3 separate regions of the Mus musculus genome follow, and all the other regions are linked to region 2. A link is a contact called in public Hi-C and HiChIP or PLAC-seq data. All regions are on one chromosome and are shown on one strand. The core of a region is the stretch at or near the end of the contact, and the rest is flanking DNA. Distances in the headings are between cores, read along the strand shown.

Region 1 (2,964 bases), core at 337-2,836, 69 kb after region 2:
CATGCCACTCTGACAGAAAGTGACAATGACCTTTATCTCATGATCATTAAGGATCCCTGATGTTACCTCAGTCGAAGATGCTCACAGCAAGTGAGAATGTCAGGTCTGGTTCTCAGGGAAGTCGCTTTAGAAATACTGGCAACAACCACGGCCAAGGCATTGGGAGGCTCTGTGCTTCTTCTGTGTCTGAGACAGCGGCAGCTGTGAGCTGCAGATACCATCTGCTGATGCCTAGTTAACTGTGCTATTCTCGACTGCTTCACAGTCCACACAGTTCCCACTAGCCTTACCTACTTTGCCCCACTCACGGCCCCAAATGCAGTCACACACGTGGAATTGGCCACGGGTCCCCTTGGCACAGCTCTCCACTAACACTGGGCCCTAGCTGCTAAGTTCTACCTCCTCCCAATACCATGAAGCTGAAAACCAAGCCTTCTGCACACACAGGTCGTTGAGGGAGTTTCAGATCCAACCTCAGCAGTTTATACTGATATACCACAGTCGCCTGTTGAAATATCGCTGTGTTTGCTGCAGGTACTAAGGATATGGTAGATTGCCACTGGCCATAGTGAGCCTCATTCGCCAACTGGGACTCTAAGAAAATCCAAAGGGCTGGCATAATCTTGCATTTGCTATGGAAATAAGTTTGCTAAGGAAATAAAAAGTTGAAATATTTCAAGTGTGGCATTCAAATGACCTAGAAGGAGGTTTCTAAGAACACCAAAGTTTTAAATGATACTCTGAGAAGTTACTTTGTACCTATCTACAAAACAAAGATGAAAAGGAAAGCCATCCCCACCCCTGCCTCCCCATCAGACATCCTCACCCCTGCCTCCCCATCAGACATCCTCACCTCTGCCTCCCCATCAGTCATCCTCACCTCTGCTTCCCCATCAGACATCCTCACCCCTGCCTCCCCATCAGACATCCTCACCCCTGCTTCCCCATCAGACATCCTCACCTCTGCTTCCCCATCAGACATCCTCACCCCTGCCTCCCCATCAGACATCCTCACCTCTGCCTCCCCATCAGACATCCTCACCCCTGCCTCCCCATCAGCCATCCTCACCTCTGCCTCCCCATCAGCCATCCTCACCCCTGCCTCCCCATCAGCCATCCTCACCCCTGCCTCCCCATCAGACATCCTCACCCCTGCCTCCCCATCAGACATCCTCACCTCTGCCTCCCCATCAGACATCCTCACCTCTGCTTCCCCATCAGCCATCCTCACCCCTGCCTCCCCATCAGACATCCTCACCCCTGCCTCCCCATCAGTCATTCTCACCCCTGCCTCCCCTCAGCCACCCTCATCCCTCCTTCTCCTCAGCCATCCTCACCCCTGCCTCCCCATCAGACATCCTCACCCCTGCCTCCCCATCAGATATCTCTTTCCTGGCCTCCCCATTTCTGCACAGCTACCTGCAATCTCTTTGCCACCCTTTTGATTGCAAAACTGACCACTTTCCCAGATCAGTCAACTTTCTGGCCCTGCCTCCCTTGCCTCTATCCAAGCTCTCACTAAGTGATGCCATCCTGGGACTGCAAAAGCTCTCCCTGTGAAGCAACTTTGGGAAATCCCATCTTCTCCGGTGATTCAGCATTTTGCTGCTCAAATGCCGCCCACGGTTTTCTAGAGGCAGCACCCACAACTCACTCTAGACCTGTTAAGATTCTCAAGTGAAGTATCAGTCTCTGTGTTCCCAGCACTGGATTTACTGGGCCCAGGTATGGACTGAAAGATCTGTGTGATACCCTTGGGTCCAGATGCATTCTGAGACTCGCACCTTTTCTGCTTTCCAGCTGGTGAGGTGGTGCACGTCACCGTGTAAAGCAGGGTCCGACAGCAGCATGGGGGCAGGGCTTGATTACCTAATATTCCAGTAACAAACACACAAACCTCCTCCTTGTCATACACCATTAGATTCTCACTTAACTTAATGGGAGACAACTTAAAAATAGTTCATTCGAGGGGCTGGAGAGATGGCTCAGTAGTTAAGAGCATTGGCTGCTCTTCCAGAGGACCCTGGCTCAATTCTCAGCACCCACATGGCACTTCCCAACGGTCTATAACTCTAGCTCCAAGGGATCCAATACCCTCATACAGATATACATGCAGGTCAAAGACCAATGTGCATAGAATAAAATGCGATGATTAAAATAGTTCATTCAAAGACACTGGTTGGTCATTATGATTGCTATCTCCTATTTTCAACTTGACTGGACTACGAACCCTCTTCAGAGGCAATGAGATGAGCCCGTGGGAAAGGGCTCTGCTGCCAAGCTTGCTGACCTGGTTTGACCCCTGCGACCTGAATGCTGAAAAACAGAACTGACTCTTGTGGGCCGCCTTCTGACTTCCATATGTGCTGGGACACTTGGGAACACGTGGGCATTAGTAAGGTAGCCTCTGGGTGTGTCTACCAGGCTTTTCTACGGAGCGTTGGCTGAGGAGGCGATGCCCACCTTCAATGTAGGCGCAGCCTCTCAAGGTTGAACTGAGAAAAGGAGGAAAGCTGATGCTTCAGACCAAGCGCCTCCTAGCTCCCGCCTTCTGCTCCACAATGGCTGTCCCATCTGAACCATGAGCCAAACCCTCCTGTAAACTGCTTCTTGTCAGGTATTTGGTAGAAGCAAAGAGATCCTTGAGGCTTCTGTGTCTTGGAGCCATATGAAGGGACCAGGGAGCAGGTACAGGGATATAGTGCCCATTTGCACAGTGTAGACGTGAAGCAAGAGTGTTTGCCCTCAGAGTCTCTACACTGCAAACTTTGGTCTTCTCTAGTGAGGGGGTCGCTGGGGCTCTCCTGACAGTGCTGTCTTTGGTTGAGGATCACATGTCCACAGTGGTGTTTTAAATCTTCTCATTTCACTTCCGTTTCCAGAGAACTTCCACACCAAAAACCCAAGTCTACCTTTCTTCATTTACTTAGGTAACTGTGAACACATCAGGATCCTTTGGTTTCT
Region 2 (2,865 bases), core at 311-2,810:
GTGCCCAGGTTCACATTCTGCTGTTAGAACCTCACAAACGATAGCATGACCTCCACCTTAGTGGGCTCCAGAGTTATGTAGCCTGTCCTCTACCTCAGAGAAAGACCTTTCTGTTTTCCCTGTGCTATGACCCAGAAGGCCTGTAGCAGTTCCCTCCACTCAGGGAAAACTGGCTTTGCAGCTGGCTCCGCCTTCCGCGGCGCCCATAGGCCTGCGCCTCCCTCTTCCCGCTGCATCTGCCCTGGCGGGGTCCCCTCACAGCCGTGTGGTTGCCCTGCCCGAGAGCCGCTAAGGGACCTGGCAAAAAGGAGCAAGGCCACGGAATAGTTCCCTCCCGCTGGCAGCCATTCCTCTGCCACCCGGCGCTTCGGGGCCCCGATCCAGCCTGCACCCCAACCCACGGCTCCTGTTGAACAGGAAACACAAACGTCGCACCCTAACCCCCTAGCCGCACCCCAGGACCCAACCCTTAATATGTTTTTTTCCTTTAGCCCCAGGTTGGGCTAAATACATTCGCTGGGAGCCATCTGGTCTGCTTCCCCTTCATGTGGTTTCCATTAAACTCGCCAGAACCGTGCAATGTAAATGCAGCCCTGGGCCACTCCGGAGCCTCCAACAGTCTGCCCTGCGCAGGCAGAGCGAGGGGACCTCTGGGCAGACGCCCAGGCTGGCACCCAAGGACCATGCCCCAGTGACTGTGCATCACCACTCCTAAGGAGGCATTTATCCATGGCAAGGCTTTCTTAGTGCCCCAGTGTTCAGCTTTTGCTACATGCAAGCCAGAGTTTGTTAGAATTCTGTTTCCATTCTAAAAATCAATGTCAACAGCTTTACAGACAAATTTACAGAAATAACCTGGCCACAGAAACTCAGCGTGACCAGCAGCATGTCGGGAGGGCTGAGTCTGCCTTCTATGCAGACCGCCTTCTTCCCTGACTCCCCCTACCCCCATAGGAAAAAACAGAACAGAAAAAAAAAAGTTAGCTTATGGAAAAATACTGACTCACGCAGTGAATTAGGGTTTATAGTACAAGATAAAGGAGACAGGCCGATTTAAGGACTCATAATGTGCTGTATTTGGAAAGTTCTTCAGGTTTATCAAAGATTAGTCCGTTTATTGAGGAGACTGGAAAAAAGGGGGGGACGGGACGGGAAGCAGCAGGGGACCAGCCACAGGCACTTCCAGGCAGTGAAAGAGCCTCTGGTCAGAAGGAATTAACTTGTAGCCGTCCTGTTTTGTCCAGGGTCCTCCTTTTCCTCTGTCTCCACCACCAGCCTAGGTTTCCCTCCCTCCCTTTTTTCCTTTGCTTTCTTTCTGTTCTCTTCCCACCCCCACCCTGGCCAGGGGATTTTATTTGGGATTTTAAAATGAAACCAGGTGCTCCGTAAAACAAAGACAAAGTAGTAACAAGGAAACACGATCCAAGGCCTAAGGAATGCGCTGAGTTTCATGACTCAGGCTGTCCTGGCAAAAAAAGTAGGAGTGACATGAGAGGTGGGTGGCACCGAGCACAGACCATACATGGCAGCCCTGGCCTCCCCTGATAGGGTGGTCAATGCAGCCTGTGACTCACTTTGTAAAAGGCTTCCCAGGCTGGAGCCAAAGGATCAGCAACGGTTCCCTGAGGGGCAGATCCACGTGATAGGGCCAGGGCTACCCTGAGGTTTGGGCATCACATCCTAGGCAAAATGCCACCCTTTTCTCCAGGAAAGAGGCAGGCTTAGCAGACTGCCAAGTGCACTGGTGCCTTCAGGAGATTAACAACCTGCGGGCTTTAAAGTGACAAGGTCTCTCTCTCTCTCTCTCTCTCTCTCTCTCTCTCTCTCTCTCTCTCTCTCTCTCTCTCTCTCTTTCTCTCCTCTCTCTCTCTCCTCCCTCCCTCCCTCCCTCCCTTCCTCTTTCTCTCTCTCTCTCTCTCTCTCTCTCTCTCTCTCTCTCTCTCTCTCTGTATGTGTGTGTTGGGGGGGGGTGTGGTTGGGAGTTCTAAGTCTCTAGGATCGCTGAGGTGCCTTGGTTAGAGGGGGGTTAGGCTGCTCCTGGGAGAAAGTGGAAAGCTTGCCCATGGTGGGGCAGGAGAGGGGGTTCTGGGCGCCATTCCTCAGCAGTCAGGGCAACCAGCTCAAGGGATGCGTTATGCATAAACATGCAGGGAGACACCTAGGCAGACATCCACACATTCTCAGAATTCCTTTTAAATGAGCAGGGATGGTGTGAGGTACACTTTTTGTGTGTGTTAATAAGAGACAGGCTAAGAGTACTAAAAAGGTCCCTCCTAGCAGGGTGGTAGTGGGGGCTGAAATCGGACGGTAAGGTTCATCCTGGCCTCTCGTCATTACCTCTGCATGAGTAGAAGCAAGTGGTGTCCCTCACTCCTGAGAAGGCTGTCACGTTTCGAGTGAGAATGACTGACATAATGAGGTTTCCACATGCAGAAGCTGCACGGACTGGAGGCTTGTTTGCCTTCTCCTCTTTCCCATTCTGTGAAATACCCACCAAACAAGCTCTGCTGACTAGTCCATAATTTCAGGGAAATCACTGCTTAACTTTGTCATCAAAGGCAACCTACCTGGAAAAACTACAGTCTAAGAATGATGACTTCATAAATATTTATAGTATGAACAGGCGTCACTCCAGTCCTGTTGGAAAATGGGCCCATTCAGCTTTCTTTAAGATGTGACACTTGGGTGAGTGACATCTGTCATCCGGATCAGCCCTGCACTCCGTCCCTCTGAAGCATGTTTATGGAGTGATTATGCCTCTGAATATTCGCTATATTTAGGTCTGCTCCTCTCCTCTCAGCCCTCCTAAATCCCCAAAGAAGCAAAAAGCCAAGTTACCGATGGACGGTAGACTTGAACCGTCAT
Region 3 (2,700 bases), core at 144-2,643, 94 kb after region 2:
GAAAGCTTTTCCAGTTACAGAGTACCCCTCAGTCAGCTGCTTTCTGGGGAGCTGGCTCCCCAACCCTAAGGAATTTGATGACCCCAGTACATCTTAACCTTAGGCTGGACCATCCGCTCACGTAATCACCAGCATATACCTCCTCCTTCATGTTCCCCCAAAGTACTCCATATGTGAAACTAAACAGTGGGGTCTGCATCACAGGTACACAATGATGGCTGTGACCTTCGCACTCCAGAGCCTGAGGACAAGCACAGAGGGAAGCCAGGACACATACAATGGGATCCATTGACTCAAGAAAGAAAAATCTCTGCACCATAGTGAAGCTGGAAAGAGGTCCCAGAGTAAGTACCTCCTCCTCCACCCCCAGGTACTCATCTTTGACCTGGATTTAAAAAACCACCTGACTATGGGCACCACTGATGAATAGAACAATTAGTTTTTCAGGTTGCCTGAGGTAGTTTCCAGTGTAGTCTGCATGGAAGTGCTTCCTGTCCTTTCTTAGGACAACCTTTGAAAGTTCACAAGACACTGACCGCTGATTAATGTCTTTAGCATCCCCAGTCTCCCTGATGGATGCCATGTGCAGAGAGGGGTTGGACTGACAGCTCAAGTGTGATATCACACAACTGGCTCTTCCTCCCTTCTGAGACTTACCAACATTTTCCTTGACTTTTTAAAAGAAAAGAATGCCTGGGTGTTTTGCCTACAAGTCAGTGTGTGTGCTGTGTGCCTGGTGCCTGTGGAGGTGAGACAGTGCCTGAGCCCCTGACACCGGCGCAAATTGTTCCTCCCTCCTAAGCTGCCTCTCCAGTCCCCACTCCTTTTTTTCCCCTCGTCCTTGGGGGCCAGGTGATCTTGGGGGCTAGGCTCTGCTGGGGTCTATAAGACACTTGGGTACAGTAGCACTGCACACTGCCTTTAACAACCAGTGTCTCCTGGGGCTGAGAGGATGGCTCAGTTGGCAAAGCACTTAGTGTGGCAAGCACAAGGGCAGGAGTTCAGGTTCCTAGTACCCATGTAAAAGTCAGGCATATCTGTATCCAAAAGATGGAGGGAGTAGACACAGCTAATTTAATACATTCTAAATTCATTGAGAGATCCTATCTCAAAAAGTAGGTAGAAACAGGCAGGAAGGGCCACATCTTTAATCCCAGTACTTAAAAGGCCCAGGCAGGCAGATCTCTGTGAGTTCAAGGCCAGCCTGGTCTACAGAACTAGTTCCAGGGCAGCCAGCACCACATAGAGGAACCTTATTTAAAAACAAACAAACAAACAAACAAACAACAAACTAAAATAGGTAAATACTTCATCCAAAGTATAGAAGAAAGGCTCCTCTTATGTCCCAGCAGGGAGTGCCTCGTGTTGCTCACAAGTCCAGGCAGGCTGCCTGAACAAGCTGGCCTAGGACCAAAGGTCAGGCTGACCTGGGAACACATATACCACTTACCGCTGTGTCCCCAGCTCAGCTCCTATTCGCTTTGGGCATTCTCATGGAACAATAGTTGAATTAATCATTCCTACTGGCTCTCTGTGTTTACACTCACCAGGGGTAAACGCTTACTTCTAGGACCTATAAACACAATAGCAATGGCTTAGACTCGCGTCCTAAGTTAATAGGACAAGTACTGATGTCTGTCCCAAATCGTCTATACTTCTAAAAGGAGACTGGGGGCATACTTGTCAGTAAAGTGCTTGCCTTGCCTAACACCATGTAAAAAGGACAGATGTGGCCCTGTCCAAAGTAATCTTGGTACCTGGGTGGGATGGGGTGGAGTGGGGATGAGTGGAGCCAGGTGGCCCCCTGGGCTTGCCAACTTGGTAAGCCTCAAGCCAAGGAGAGGCACTGGATCAAAACCAAGCGTGACAGATCCTGAGAGACAACACCTGAGGCTGACCTCTACTCTCTACATACATGCACAGGCATGCTCACATACACAGAAGACACTGTTAACAGTTTGTGATGCTTGAGAAACACTCTATGTGTGATTATCTATAGAAACCCCTTTTTATATTTCCCTTTAATAAATAGGAATAAAATGTCATATATCTACTTTTCAAAATGAAAGAAAATTAAAAATAACCTTTAAATATTGAGGGTGTCCAGGTTGGGGCTAGAAGTGTGGATGACGTAGCCTCTGATGCCCCACAGCATGGGAAAGGTGAACTGGCTAATTCTACTCACACCCTCCTTGGTAACAGAAGGAGCAGAGGGTAACACTGTCCCCCAGGCCATCCCACTCTTTCTGAGGAGACGATAAGTGTCCCTTTAATACAGAAACTAAAGTTAAAACATAGTTTGTGACGATGCCCAGGAGTGGCACTGAACTACGTCTGGTGTGCTGGGTGTATTGTATGGTCTGGCTTCAGGGGGCCAAGTTGATAGAGCAGAGCTGGTGCCCGAGTACACGTACTTGTAGAGCGAAGCAAAAGCAGTTCTTCCTGTTACCTCCCACACTCTCTCGGAATCTGCTCCGTCCCATTTGCTGGGTGAAGAGTCGGGCAAGGCCTCTAACCTGATCATTCTCAGCTAAAACAAGAACCACAGCCCATTAAACAGCAAAGCTCTCTGGATTCTGAAACCAGAAGGCTTAATTCCACACACTGGGCAGCAGGGAGAACTTCCTCAAAGGGTGACTCTTGTCTCTGCTCTGACAGGGTCCTCAGCAGGAGAGAGGGGCTGGAGGACCAGGAGGAGGG

Evidence for each region. HiChIP or PLAC-seq counts read pairs in DNA pulled down with a chosen protein or histone mark. Hi-C and Micro-C count contacts between places; a contact is called where the count stands out from the background.
Region 1: a contact with region 2 is called in a CTCF HiChIP or PLAC-seq map of the NIH/3T3 cell line, with 11 read pairs. The contact joins two enhancer-like sites. A contact is called at or near these places in 1 of 15 datasets of contacts at CTCF or cohesin (the NIH/3T3 cell line), 3 of 115 datasets of contacts at active chromatin or transcription factors (double positive thymocytes, embryonic stem cells and microglia) and 1 of 9 other capture datasets (adipose tissue).
Region 3: a contact with region 2 is called in a Hi-C map of uterus, with 2.0 times the contacts expected there. The contact joins two enhancer-like sites. A contact is called at or near these places in 1 of 15 datasets of contacts at CTCF or cohesin (the NIH/3T3 cell line), 3 of 484 Hi-C or Micro-C datasets (embryonic fibroblasts, palatal mesenchyme and uterus), 1 of 115 datasets of contacts at active chromatin or transcription factors (double positive thymocytes) and 2 of 9 other capture datasets (adipose tissue and liver).

The regions. Positions count from the first base shown.
Region 1 is chr8:79,138,438-79,141,401 of GRCm38.p6, reverse strand. The region is part of intron 8 of Zfp827 (zinc finger protein 827); the gene reads right to left. Among named protein-coding and RNA genes, the nearest start is that of Gm30271, 62 kb to the left of the region's middle. Within about 2 kb of position 1,586, at least 28 of the 459 cell types and tissues checked have an H3K27ac peak or open chromatin away from gene starts, as enhancers often do. A contact at or near this core is called in the NIH/3T3 cell line, where this site is marked.
Region 2 is chr8:79,207,561-79,210,425 of GRCm38.p6, reverse strand. No RefSeq gene overlaps it. Among named protein-coding and RNA genes, the nearest start is that of Gm30271, 7.1 kb to the right of the region's middle. Within about 2 kb of position 1,560, at least 255 of the 459 cell types and tissues checked have an H3K27ac peak or open chromatin away from gene starts, as enhancers often do. A contact at or near this core is called in the NIH/3T3 cell line and uterus, where this site is marked.
Region 3 is chr8:79,113,469-79,116,168 of GRCm38.p6, reverse strand. The region is part of intron 5 of Zfp827 (zinc finger protein 827); the gene reads right to left. Among named protein-coding and RNA genes, the nearest start is that of Zfp827, 86 kb to the right of the region's middle. Within about 2 kb of position 1,393, at least 21 of the 459 cell types and tissues checked have an H3K27ac peak or open chromatin away from gene starts, as enhancers often do. A contact at or near this core is called in uterus, where this site is marked.